Linked DNA regions of Sus scrofa: region 1 is linked to region 2. A link is a contact called in public Hi-C data. All regions are on one chromosome and are shown on one strand. Each heading gives the region's core, a stretch centred on a gene start, on an enhancer-like site or on the middle of the called end of the contact. The rest is flanking DNA. Distances are from core to core; before and after follow the strand shown.

Region 1 (5,718 bases), core at 2,936-5,435, 73 kb before region 2:
GCTGGGCGGGGGGCGGGGGTTAGTCCTCAGAAGAAGGGAGCTCTCCACGGACTCCCCTCAGAGTCCTTTCCAGTGGCTCAGGCAGCCCTCAGCCCCAGGGTTCATGTGCACAGCCTCCTGGGAGACCTGGCTGCAGAGAACCCTGCTTAAACTGCCGGGATACCCAATTGGCTGCCTCAGCTTGCTGTCACCCTGTGCAGTTTGCTTCCAGGGTCTGGGCATTGCCCACCTGTCAGGTGGGTAACAGTTCCTGCCTGAGCCTTTGGGAGGGTAGTAGGTAGGTGGGGTCTGAGAGGTGGGAAGGGTCTCTGAGTGTCATGGCCCATCTCAGCATGGGCAAGCCTCTGGAGCCTGTCCCAGGACTGTCAGAGCATAGGAGGGGAAGGAACAGAGCAGTGGTGAAGCCACTCTAGCACTCTAGCCTTCAGTCACCCCCCGCCCCTGCCATTCTACCACCACCCCAGCCTACCTGAAGCCCGCCACATGGGTGAGGGAGTCAGAAGTCTTCATCTACCCACTTTCCCAAGACTCACTTCTAGTAGTAGATACCAGCTTTTGAGAATTTTTTATACACAAGCACTGCACTTATCCCTTTTACAAGCCCCATAAAATACATATCCTTATTGTCCCCATTTTACCAATGCAGAAATTGAAGGTTGGAGAAGGTAGATCATTGACCAAGATAATTCAGTGAACTGAGAATGTGAAATTCCTACTAGGTATGACTTAAAAACCTGTGTCCTCTCCACTCCACATGCAGAGCAGTGGCATCTCACACAGCTCATCCAGGAGTCCTGGGGTGCAAGGCCCAGCGGGTCAGGACCAGTGGAAGGGAAGTTAGAGAATCAATGCAGAGAATACTGCCAGAAGATGAGACCTTTTCCTATGGTGGCCACAAGGGGGCAGTGTATATCCCCACAGCACGCACCTGGGCAGGGAAAGTGCTTACACTTTGCCTCAGGAGAGCATTATTTAAAACTTTTTAAATGAGTTTATAACCAATATCTTAAGTTTATCACCTTTTCATTTATTTTTTAAATACTATTTTATATTCTTATTGAGGTACATAGTATAGGCACAGGAGGAAAAACATGCAATATCTGATGGAAGAACATCTCAAGGAGAGGGAACGTGACAAAGGCTCAGTGGTGGAACGTGCCATGCCCCTTGAAGGAGCAGCAAAACCATCAGGCCATAGGATGAATAAAGGAGAGAGTAGAGGTCATTGGAAGGCTTAGGGCAGAGGACTGAATGATAAGATCTGGCTCGTTTTTGGAAAGGATCACCCCAGCTGCTATATTGAGACTAGACTATGGGACTGAGTCAGAGCAAGGAGAGAGGCTGGAAGGCCAGTCAGAGGACCACTGCTACAATCCAAGAGTGAGGTGAGAGTGGTTCAAACCTGGGATGCTGAGAAGTGGTTGCATTCTAGATACACTTTGCAGATAATACCTAGAGAACTAGCTGACAGCTGGGTGTGGGGTGTGAGAAGAACAGAGATGACTTCAAAGTTTTTGGCCTGAGCAAGGAAAGAGTGGGAGGAGCAGGCTTGAGGGATGAAAATCTGTCCAGTAGGCGGTTGTCCATGGAAGTCTGAAATCTGGAGACAGGATTGAGCTGGAGATCTAATTTGGGGAGCTGTTGGCATATAATGGTATTTAAAGGCTGGTGAAATCATTTTGCAGGGAGAGGGTGAGTGAGAAGAGGTCTGAGGATTTTGCCCTGGGCACTCTGTCATCAAGAGGCCAGCGTAGGAATCAGCTCTCAGAGCCAGGGCTGGGCCCTGAAGCTGAAGACTCAGTGCTACAGGGAAGTCCTGTGGGGTGAGGCTCCCTGCGGCTTTTCTCCACATTGCTGTGGAGGGTGCGGCTTTGCCTCACTTGCCCTGAGCAGCATGAACCACCTGAGGTAAGGGACTGACCCCAAGGCACAAGTCAGTTTAATCCTCTGAATATTCAGGTTCCTGGGGCAGGGGGAGATCCCAGGCCTTGGCCGCCCCCTCCCATTTAGCTGTCTCTAAAACTCGGGTGCTCCCTAGGGCTCCATCATCTCTACCTTGGTCGCCTCATCAATCTGCCAGCCTATAACTGCCGCCTTGGGCTTGAAAGCTCTTTCTCCAGCCTAGGCCTGTGCCTTTCCCTGGATGTACTTCTTATTCATCTCCTCCAACCTTCAGACTATCGCCGGTGTATCCATTGGTCTCCCCTGCCCAGGCACTGGGCCTCCTTAGGAGTTCACCTTCTCTCTAGTGCCCCCCAACCTGGCCCCAGAGGCCAGGGCATAGGTGGAGGAATGTGGGAGGCAGTGAATCAGGAGCTTGTACTTGCCCTGGCAGGGCTATTCCAGGGGCCTGTTGGAACCCTCATCTGAAGAATCCTCTTTATCAGCCAACAAGGGTTTGGTTGGGTCCCTGGAGGACTCAAAGGCTCAGCCCTAGGTTTATGGGCTCATCTGTGTGCCTGGGCGTACCTGGCCCTGAACTCTGTATCTCTTTGCAGCCTCTGAGCCTCCAGCCCCCACTTACCCAAGCCTAGAGCATCCCCTCCAGAAGGCCCTGGACACACCCTCCAGCAACCCCTGCCCCACCTTAGCTGGAACAGACACAGGGGAGACCATGATCTTTGGCAAACCACACACGGCATTGCTTCACCAGAATGGAATGCTAATGGCAGAACCGAAACCTAAGGCACCTCATTCGTCTGGGCCATCTGACCCCCATTTTGCAGATGAGAAAGCTGATGCCCAGAGAGGTGGGGGGCCTCTGGAGTGCTTGGGGTTTTCATTTATTTAGGGGTTTTTGTTTTTTGAGTGTTTTACTGTTACTTTCACTGTACTTATATGTTTTATGCACATGTTTACAGAATATATTTCACAATTTAAAGACTAAACAAAACCCAGCAGAGATCCTATCAACAAAAGACTGGAATCCCTATTTTTTGCCCCTTACTGAGCCAACCTCCCAGGCCTCAGATTCCTTGAGTGTCGGATGGGCCTCATGATGAGGGGGACATGATGACCAGGGGACCATGCAGGGTATAGTGTTGTTAATAGCACACACCCTCCCCATGTGCCAGGCATAGCTCATTTCCTCATCCCATCAGCCCTGGGAGGTGAGAGCTATTACTATCCTGAGGTCGTACAGCTAGTGAGTGGCAGAATGGATATTTGGATCCAGGTGGGCTGGCCTTGTCTCTGCTCTTAGGTGCATAGTACAAGCCTTGCAGCCAAAGGGAAGGTGGGGTCACACTTCTTGTGGGTTCAGCAGAAGGGTGGGGGGCAGAACCAAGGTCAGGCTGCACAGCCTTCCCCCTCCGAGGTGGGGCCAGCCTGGGATGGCTGCTCCCATCGCTTCTGGGGCTGCAGGACCCCATCAGAAGGAGGAGTGAGTGAGAGCAGCTAGACCTAGGTACAGCCTGTGAGAGTCTGTCCCTTGAAGGCCCTGGGAGAGCAGCAGGGCAGACAAGGAGTAGGCTCTTCCCAAAGCCAGCACCCCCAGGCTGAAGACCAAGCCTTCTATCTGCAAAGCCCTGGAGGGGCCCGGCCTGGGATTGAGGGATTGTTCCTGCCCCATACATCCCCATCTCAAACACATCCTCCAAGAGTTCCCATCGTGGCTCAGTAGTTAACGAACCCAACTAGGATCCATGAAGAACCCAGGTTTTATCCCTGGCCTCGTTCAGCGGGTTAAGGATCCAGCATTGCCACAAGCTGCAATGTAGATCACAGATGAGGCTCGGATCCCACATTACCATGGCTGTGACATAGGCCGGCAGCTACAGCTCTGATTCAACTCCTAGCCTGGGAACTTCCATATGCCACAGGTGCAGCCCTAAAAAAAACAAAAAAGAAAACAGCGTAGGCTGGTGTAGGGGCAGAGTGTCATGGTGGGATCTGTCATGAGACTTCGAAGTGTTTGGGAGCAGTCAGAGCTGGGCGGCTCCCCAGACACTAACAGATCCAAGCCATGTTGTACAGACAGGGAAGGAGGCCCAGAGAAGAGAAGGGTCCTGTCCAGGTCGCACAGCCTGTACAGGTTGGCCTGGGCCTAGGAGAATGGGAGAGAAGCCAGAGCTTTCATCCCAGCTTGGCTTCTGGAGCTGCACCAGTGTGCCTCCTGAGTCCAGCCAGGGAGTAAGGACAGAAGGGGCTGTGTGTGAGCAGAGCCAAGGGCCCCACTAGGCGCCGTGACGCCTGCCCCACCTCATCCTGCCTGCTTCCTTCCTTTCCTGCAGTGGGACCTACCTTTCTCCCCAGGCTTTACCTCGGTTCACTCTCCTTCCTCACTGCTCTGACCTCATTGTCCTCCAGTCCTAGCCTTTCTGTTTCAACAATGGTCCTTCCATGCTCAAGCCTCAGGGCGTTTGCACTGGCTGTTCCCTCAGCCTGGCATGCTCTTCCCTCATGTGTCCATGTAGCCACATAGCTTGCTCCCTTACTCCTTACAGTCTTCAACTCAGTCACTTTCTCAAGCCTACAGTCTTTACACCCTCACATATTTCCTATTCTCCTTTCCTGCTTTTCCTCCTTAGCATGTGTCATGAACACACCTGATTTTGCACAGAATGTCAGCTCCATAAGAACAGGATTTTTTTGTTGTTTTTTTAGGGCCATACCCATGGTGAATGGAAGTTCCCAGGCTAGAGGTCGAATCGGAGCTGTAGCTGCCAGCCTACACCACAGCCACAGCAACACGGGATCCAAGCCACATCTGTGACCTACACCACAGCTCACAACAATGCCAGATCCCTAACCCACTGAGTAAGGCCAGGGATCAAACCTGCATCCTCGTGGATACCAGTCAGGTTGGTTACTGCTGAGCTACAATGGAAACTCCCAGGACTTTTTAATCTTACTTATGCCTGCAGCCTTAGCGCTAGAGTGGTATTGGCACGTTTGTAGGCTTTCATCCAGTCTGCCAAGAGAAGGAAAGGGGTCTGTCCTCTGTGCACAGAAATACTCTGTGACTGGGGTTAGGGCCCATCTGAGCCTGGCATTGCGATCAGAATCTGCAGGGTGTTAGGGCCAGTGGGCCTAGTGCAGGCCTGTGGCTGAGCAGTAGACAGCAGGCAGGGGATCTGGACGGACCCACTGGCTGTTCTGCCTCTGAAGCTACCTCCCAGGGACATGAGGATGCTAGAGGGCTGAAGTGGTCAGTGAGGGGGAGAGGAGGGTGGGAACTACACTCTGGGCCTGGATAGGCCTCTCCCATCTGTGACCGCGGCCTTAGGTTCACATGGCTCTGGGAACACAAGCAACGAGAACAGCCACCCTCTGTGTTTACAGGGTCACTGAGGCTGAGGGAGGGAAAGAGACTTGTCCAGGGACACAGAGGGAGGCAGCTGGCTGGCACTTCCCTAGCCAGTCCAGGCCTGCCTGGTTCCCTGGCTCATCTCCTCCCACTATGGGATGTCACTCACACTCAATCTTTCCTTCCTCCCTCCTGGTGGCCCCAGCCCCATAATCTCATCAGGCCCCATACCTATCACTTCCCACCATCTCTTCTCATGCTATTGCTAGTTCTTCATCTTTTAAAAGACGTGATACTAGGGAGTTCCCTAGTGGCTCAGTGGGTTAGGGATCTGGTGGTGTCACTGCTACGGCTTGGGTCACTGTTGTGTCACAGGTTCTCTCCCTGGTCCAGGAACTTCTGCATGCCATGGGTGCAGTCAAAATAAATAAAATGCTGGAGTTCCTGTTGTGGCTCAGTGGAAACAAATC
Region 2 (6,398 bases), core at 3,844-6,343:
AGCTTAGGTGCAGTGGACTGTTGGGGCAGGATGGAAAATCTCCAAGGGGCCTGTCTGGAGGGGTGGCGGTAGGAGTTTCTTAACCCGGGAGAGGAGTCAGCAAGGGGGCTTCAAGGGGGCTTCAAGGGAGCAGCCCCCGCACAGTCAATGGATGCTCAAGGGAGGGGGCAGTGGGGGGGTGCCTCCTGCCCATTCGCATCTACTCCTTGTGCTTTACTTGGGACAGCTTCACATTCTCCTCGTCAGTGGAGGGTGGCGGTGGCTCCAGGTGGCAGCCGATCATGAGCTGGTACACGAAGACACCGGCGATGGAACCCAGGAGCGGAGAGACAATGGGCACCCACCACCAGTGGCGGCCGGTCCTGGGGGCAGACAGATGTGGTTAGGGCCGGGTGGGGCAGCGCAGAGGGGAGGCAGACATGGGCAGGCCAGTGGGGGTGGAACTCACGTGAAGACTTCTGAGCCCCAGCCAGCAATGGCAGTGAAGAGGCGAGGGCCGAAGTCCCGGGCAGGGTTGACGGCATAGCCAGAGTTGAAGCCCATGGAGGTGCCAATGACCAGGACCACCAGGCCCACAGTGAAGGCCTCCAGGCCACGGGGCACGGGGTTGTTGTTGGGGTCCACAATGGCCAGCACGCACACGATGAGGGAGGCTGTGCCGATGAACTGGGGAGTGGGGACAAAAGGGTGAGGGGAGCCCTCTGGTGCTGCCTTCCACCCCGACTTCCCTCTACTCCTAGAATCTTGGCATCTCCTGCATTCTGCCTTCCAGAGCAGTGGGGCTAAGATTTTTGCTGGTGAAATGTCGAGTCCTGTCCCCAAGCCGGCCCCCTCCCTGAGTTCCCTTCACTCATCCCCAGCCCATACCTGGTCGAAGAAGCCATTGACCATGTCCAAGTGTCCAGAGGGGTAGGTGGCAAAGATGCCAGCTGTGCCATTGGGGCCTGAGACTATAAGCTGGTTGTTGGCGAAGGCCCAGATTGCATCTGGTGACAGATTAGATACCAAATAGGTGAGGGCAGAGGCCTGAGTCCCACCTACCTTCTCAGGCTGGGTCCACCCTCCCAGGGGTCGTAGGTGAGTGTGATCACCACTTTATTACTCTGGAGTGAGGGGTGGAGGGTCTGAGTTTCCATTGTTGCCCAACTCATTTCTTTCCCCTTGTGCCCCCACCCTGGACCTGCACGTGAATGAGTCATGAGCTCAGAGCCTGGACAGGCCCCAGTTAGTTGTCTGTCATCGAAAGGCCTGGTGCTAGCAGGTCCCAGACAGAGGGAGGGGAGCAGTGGAAGAGTGCAGGATGGGAATGCTCACCATAATACAGCCCAAAAATGATCCCAGCACCCAGGAAGGCTCCCAGAGTCTGAGCCAGGGTATAGACGGGCAGCTTGATCCAGGGTTCACGGGCCAGGAAGCACATAGCGAAGGTCACAGCAGGGTTCAGGTGGGCCCCTAAGCAGAGGAGAGATGGGAGCCCCTGTTAGCCCCTGCCTACCACAGTGGGGAGGCCAGGGTTCCCCCCATCCCATGTTCTCCCTCTCTGGCCCTGGTGAGCAGGGGTGCAGAGAAGGGTTTCTTGTGCAGAATGGCAGGTTGGACTATGTAACAGACCAACTCTGCTAATCTCTGATTCCAAGCTGAGCGCCTAAGGTTCTAAGTATCAAATTCCTCCTCTACTCTCCTCTTCCAAGGGTCCAAAGCTAAGGCATGGCTATACCTTGCCCTTGGGAAAGCTCCCCACCCCATCCCATTCTTTAGGGGACACCTGGTGGAAGTTCTGTGGAGGGCTGATGGCTGAGGGTCAGGGGAAGGCCTTACCAGAGACCTGGCCGGCAACAAGGATACCCAGGGTGACAGCGAAGCCAAAGGCCAGGTTGATGGTGAGGAAACCACCATGAGTGCCCCGGCTGAGCACGACCTGTGCCACGGAGCCACAGCCAAACATCTGTGTCAGGAAACAGAACAAAGCAAGGAAAGTGAGGCTCAGCTGAAGACCAGTGACTCCTGCTCCAGAGGGAAGGGAGGAAGCCAGCTACCTCCCTCTGCCTTCATGGGGAGACAGGAGGATGAGAAGCCCTTTCATGGAATCAAACCCCACCCTCTCTTGTGGCAATTATACCCCACAGAAGAGGCAGACATGCCCTCAATGTCCCAACTCTTAATATAACAGGGTCCTATGGAAGGGACTGGGCTCCTATGATTAGGGGCCCAGAAGATGGCTGAACTGCCCTCACTGATTTTCCTTGACTCTCTATGGGAGTGGATGTAAGGGGCACTCTCACCTGAGCAGGTCCTCCCCCAGCCCCTCAGGCCTGGCCCACAGATGTGGGAAGGTTCACTTACCCCCCACCTGCAGCTGCCTCCCTCTCTGCCCCAAAGAGGAGCTGGGGTGGGGGTGGAGGGCACGAAGGAATAAGGAGGAGTCTGGGAGTCAGGCTGGCTTCTCCTGAATCTGGGGTGTCAGAACCCCTGACTCTCCTTGTCACCCTCTCAGCACCTTTAGCCTCCTTGGCCTGTCCCTGTCCCACAGCCTCCTCTCTCTACCCACTCTGCCCTCCTTGCCCCCAGGGGTCCGGGTTCCCCACCCAGATTTGGAGGTTTTAAAGAAAGAGATCTTAGGGGCTTCTCTCACTATTCATAGTCCAGGACCCCCAGCGCAGTGGACGTGGGGAGATTGGTTCTAAGCTTCCTGCCAGAAATGGGATTCAAGGGGACTAAGGTCCCCCATGTCCTGCAAGCCTAGGAGGGGCTGGATATCTGTTCCTCTTGTTTGAATGCAAATATGCTTTGGTACCACCTGTAAAGAGCTATTGTTCTGAGCTCCCCAGTGCCCCCCAAAGCTGCTCCAGCCCTGCCCTGGCTCTCCTCTCCCACCTCACCATAACTGAAGTGTTTATGCTGACCTATCAGAAATTTTCCAAGACCTGTGCTAAGGACCCTTGTCCTTTCTGATGGGTCAGTGTCCCATTGTACTGGATTGTTAAGCATTTTGATTATCCTCCTTCAGGAGGACCAAGAGATAGTGGGGAAGCCAGCGGGTGGTGATGCAGGGCAAAGGTGTACAAGCAGGTGAGAGCAAAGATCAGAGATTGTAAGTGTGTGTGTGTGTGTGTGTGTGTGTGTGTGTGTGTGTGTGTGTTAGAACAGGCACGTGAGGGTCTGGGGCACCCTGCCTGGCTTGGCAGGCCCTGGCCTCGGCTCCTTGCCCATCTGAGGCCCAAACCTGGCTCCATCCCAGGAGGGCTTGGAGGGGGAAGCTGTCAGAGCCAGTTCCACCACCTTGGGACTAATCTTCCTCTTCCTCCCCGCTCCTTCTCGTCTCCTCACCTTACAAGGGACCCCAGAGAAAGAGGCTTCCCGCTCCCTAAACCCAGCCCTCTTTCTGCCACTGTAGGCTCTAGGGCCCCAGCCCACAGAGGTATGCAGGCCAGCCCTCACCCACCACTCGGGGGTCTCCCAGCCTGGTCCCTCCTCCTTGGGCACGGACATCCAGTGCCTCACAAGCACCTGAGCCTGGAAGCCTTCAAAAAGGTAACACCCTCCTTCTGTGGTCAGGGATAATAAGCCAAATGCTCCTAGGGCTCAGCAGGAGGCCTGACTGCTCCTTTGCAGGAGTGGGGATGGGGAGGCGGGGCTGAGACTTGGGTGGCAGTTGGGAGGCCCTTCTGTGAAGGGAAGACAGCTTCCCCTGTCCTTACTGCTCTCAAACAGGGCTGGACCCTAAATCAGAGAGGGCGTGGGGGACACAAGGCTCTGGGGGAGGAGGTGTTAAGCACCTGCCCGCCCACCCCACCCCCACTTCCTAGCACAGGAGAGAGAAGGGATGACTGGCAGGACCATGAGCTGGGGAGGGGCTGTTGATAATTACCCTGCCTGGCTTCCCCCCTTCCTGTTCCTGGAAGCCAGAGAGTCTCAGCCCTCCTCTCCCCATGAAACCTTGTGGGGTGGGCTACCCAGCCCTACTTGTCCCTGGTTCCTCTTCCTAGTCCCCAGGGAGCTGGCTGGTCTGTCTTACCTAGGGCTGGGACTGGGACACGAGCAGGGTACTAACTGAACCCAGAAGTAACCCAGAGAAAAACAGGTGTAACCACAAGAGTGGCTGAAAATCAGAGAGTAACTGGGACAGGAAATGGAGCCCCATAACTGGTGTGTCCTCCAGACCCAAGAAATGCAAACAGAGTCGCCCCGGAACAACCCAGAGCATAACTGGCGTAACCAGGGAATAATTGGGATGGGGAATAACTGGGGTAGGGAAGTGTCCCTCTCAGAGAACCCCCAGAGTAACTGAGATGCTTCTGCACAGAGGCTGACAGCATCTGTCAGGGTAACTGACCAGGTCTAGGAGTCGCTGAGCACTAGGGGTCAAACTTTAATGACACCATGTCTTCTGTGCCTGAGGCAAGGCTGCCTTCCACTGTCTCCTATCTTCAGGATCCTCCTTACTTCCCTCTCTGCTGTGTGCTGTGTGGCTCCCGCCCTCTGCCCCCAGCCCCCGTGGCAAACTGTCCTCACGTCAGAGGAACTTTTGGACTTTCTGAGGCTTAATTATTCATTAAAAGCCAGGCATCCCAGACCCAAATAACCTAATGGGACCCATTTGTCACAGCTCCCATTACCTCTCAGGTCTGGGACTCTGGAAACCTGGGGAACTGTGGGAGCCAGAAAGGGCTGGAGGTCCCAAGCTGCAGAGTGACCCTCCCTCAGCCTGTGGGATAGGTTCCTGTGAGAGGGTAAGCTATCAGAACTGTCACTGGGGCATAACAGCTGTCATTCTGGCAAGAGTCAGAGCTGTCATAGACGGGGTTACAGCTATGGGTGAAGAGTACTCTGGAAGGGGTGAAGTTTGCCGCGGGGTTGGGGAGGGTCGATCAGAGCTGGGAGAGGAATCGGGGCTGTCTTAAAAAACACAGCTCCTCCTGTGCACAGCGGGACCGGGACTTGTGGGTCTGGAGGCAGAAGGGCTTCTCTGGGTCCCTCCACTCACCACGAGGATAAGGGTCCCCAGGCACTCAGCCAGTGCCTGGCGAAGCAGCCGGTAGCGGATATGGAGCATCTCCCCGCAGCGGGTCACCAGCTCCTTCTGTCGACCCATGGCAGGGGCAGGCGGCGGCGCTGTCAGAAGGCGGGTGGCGTCAGGCGCGGCAGCAGTGGCGGCCAGCACCGGGTGGCGCCCTTTATAGCAGCGCTGCGGCTCGCGCCCCGCCCAGCCGCGCGCCTGCCGCAGGAGTTGGGGGGCCGCCCCCTCGGCTCGCCTAGGGGCTAGAGGCGAAGCTGGATTGGAGGAAAGCTAATGAGGGAGGTAGGGGTATGGGGCGTGAGGAGACTTTGGGGGGAGGATTGGCCCCGGGAGGGCGATTAGGGGAGGAAGTGCCTGGAGCTTGAGACCCGTTTGCGGGATTGCTGAGTCTGAGAGCGGAGGGTGGAGTGTAGACATGTGCAGGACCAGGGCCGGAGGGATTGGAACTGCCAAAGAGACCTGCTTGGCTGGCCTACTGTGAACCTCGCTGCCGTCCCTGCTAAGGTGGCAGTGAGAAGAGACAGGACAGGAAGGAAAAGAGCTGGCTCCAGCTCTCCAGGACTCCTGGACCCAGCATGTCAATCAGAGGCCTGGAGGGAGGAGGCTGTGGTCCCCAAGGGAGAAGAGACCCTCTCATAGTCCAGATGGGAACACATGTGCAAGTGTTGAGTTCCAGCCAGAGTCCATGGGCCCTTGCTCCTTGTGCTATTAGTACACGTCCTGACCAACTGGATTCTCAGCTGTTTCCACACATGATGTCTGTTCTGTGTGTCTGACCACCCGTTCTGGGTATCTTTCATGGCTGCACACACATGCCTGTTAAACATGGCTGGGCTTGGAGTTCCCATCGTGGTGCAGTGGTTGACAAATCTGACTGGGAACCATGAGATTGCGGGTTTGATCCCTGGCCTTGTTCAGTGGGTTAAGGATCTGGCATTGCCGTGAAGTGTGGTGTAGGTCGCTGATGCAGCTCAGATTCCGAGTTGCTGTGGAGTAGTCCAGCAGCTACAACGCAGATTAGATCCCTAGCCTGGGAACCTCCGTATGCCGCCGGGCCCTAGAAAAGGCAAAAAAAAAAAAACATGGCTGGGCTGACAGAGCTTGACAACCATCTACCTCCATGCATTTTGCACATGGCTCCAGAGCCTGAGCTGCAGTTGTCCTGACATGCCACATGCCACATTCTTGCCAGCAGGGTGAGTCCCAGCTGTTTTTAACCCTCCCCACTCCCACTCTAGCTGATCCCTGGCCAGGGGTAATTCTGTCCTTTTAAGAGATTAAGCTGGCTGAACTGGAGGGATGTCTGTCCCACCTGAGGGAGGGCATGGGGCAACCCTGCTCCCTAGGCTGCATCTAATAATTGGGAAACAGGTCTGGTCAC

The links. Hi-C and Micro-C count contacts between places; a contact is called where the count stands out from the background.
Region 1: a contact with region 2 is called in a Hi-C map of subcutaneous adipose tissue, with 1.7 times the contacts expected there. The contact joins the enhancer-like site here to the promoter of AQP3 in region 2. A contact is called at or near these places in 2 of 5 promoter capture datasets (fetal skeletal muscle and liver) and 9 of 47 Hi-C or Micro-C datasets (blood, fetal heart ventricle, fetal skeletal muscle and 5 more).

The regions. Positions count from the first base shown.
Region 1 is chr10:33,117,263-33,122,980 of Sscrofa11.1, reverse strand. It overlaps a transcript of AQP7 not described here. Among named protein-coding and RNA genes, the nearest start is that of AQP7, 21 kb to the right of the region's middle. Within about 2 kb of position 4,185, at least 4 of the 83 cell types and tissues checked have an H3K27ac peak or open chromatin away from gene starts, as enhancers often do. A contact at or near this core is called in retroperitoneal adipose tissue and subcutaneous adipose tissue, where this site is marked.
Region 2 is chr10:33,044,069-33,050,466 of Sscrofa11.1, reverse strand. AQP3 (aquaporin 3 (Gill blood group)) reads right to left here and starts at 5,093. Exons shown (of 6, transcript NM_001110172.1): 1 at 4,985-5,093; 2 at 1,819-1,945; 3 at 1,315-1,452; 4 at 868-986; 5 at 449-666; 6 at 182-362. The coding sequence starts at 5,092. The coding sequence ends at 200.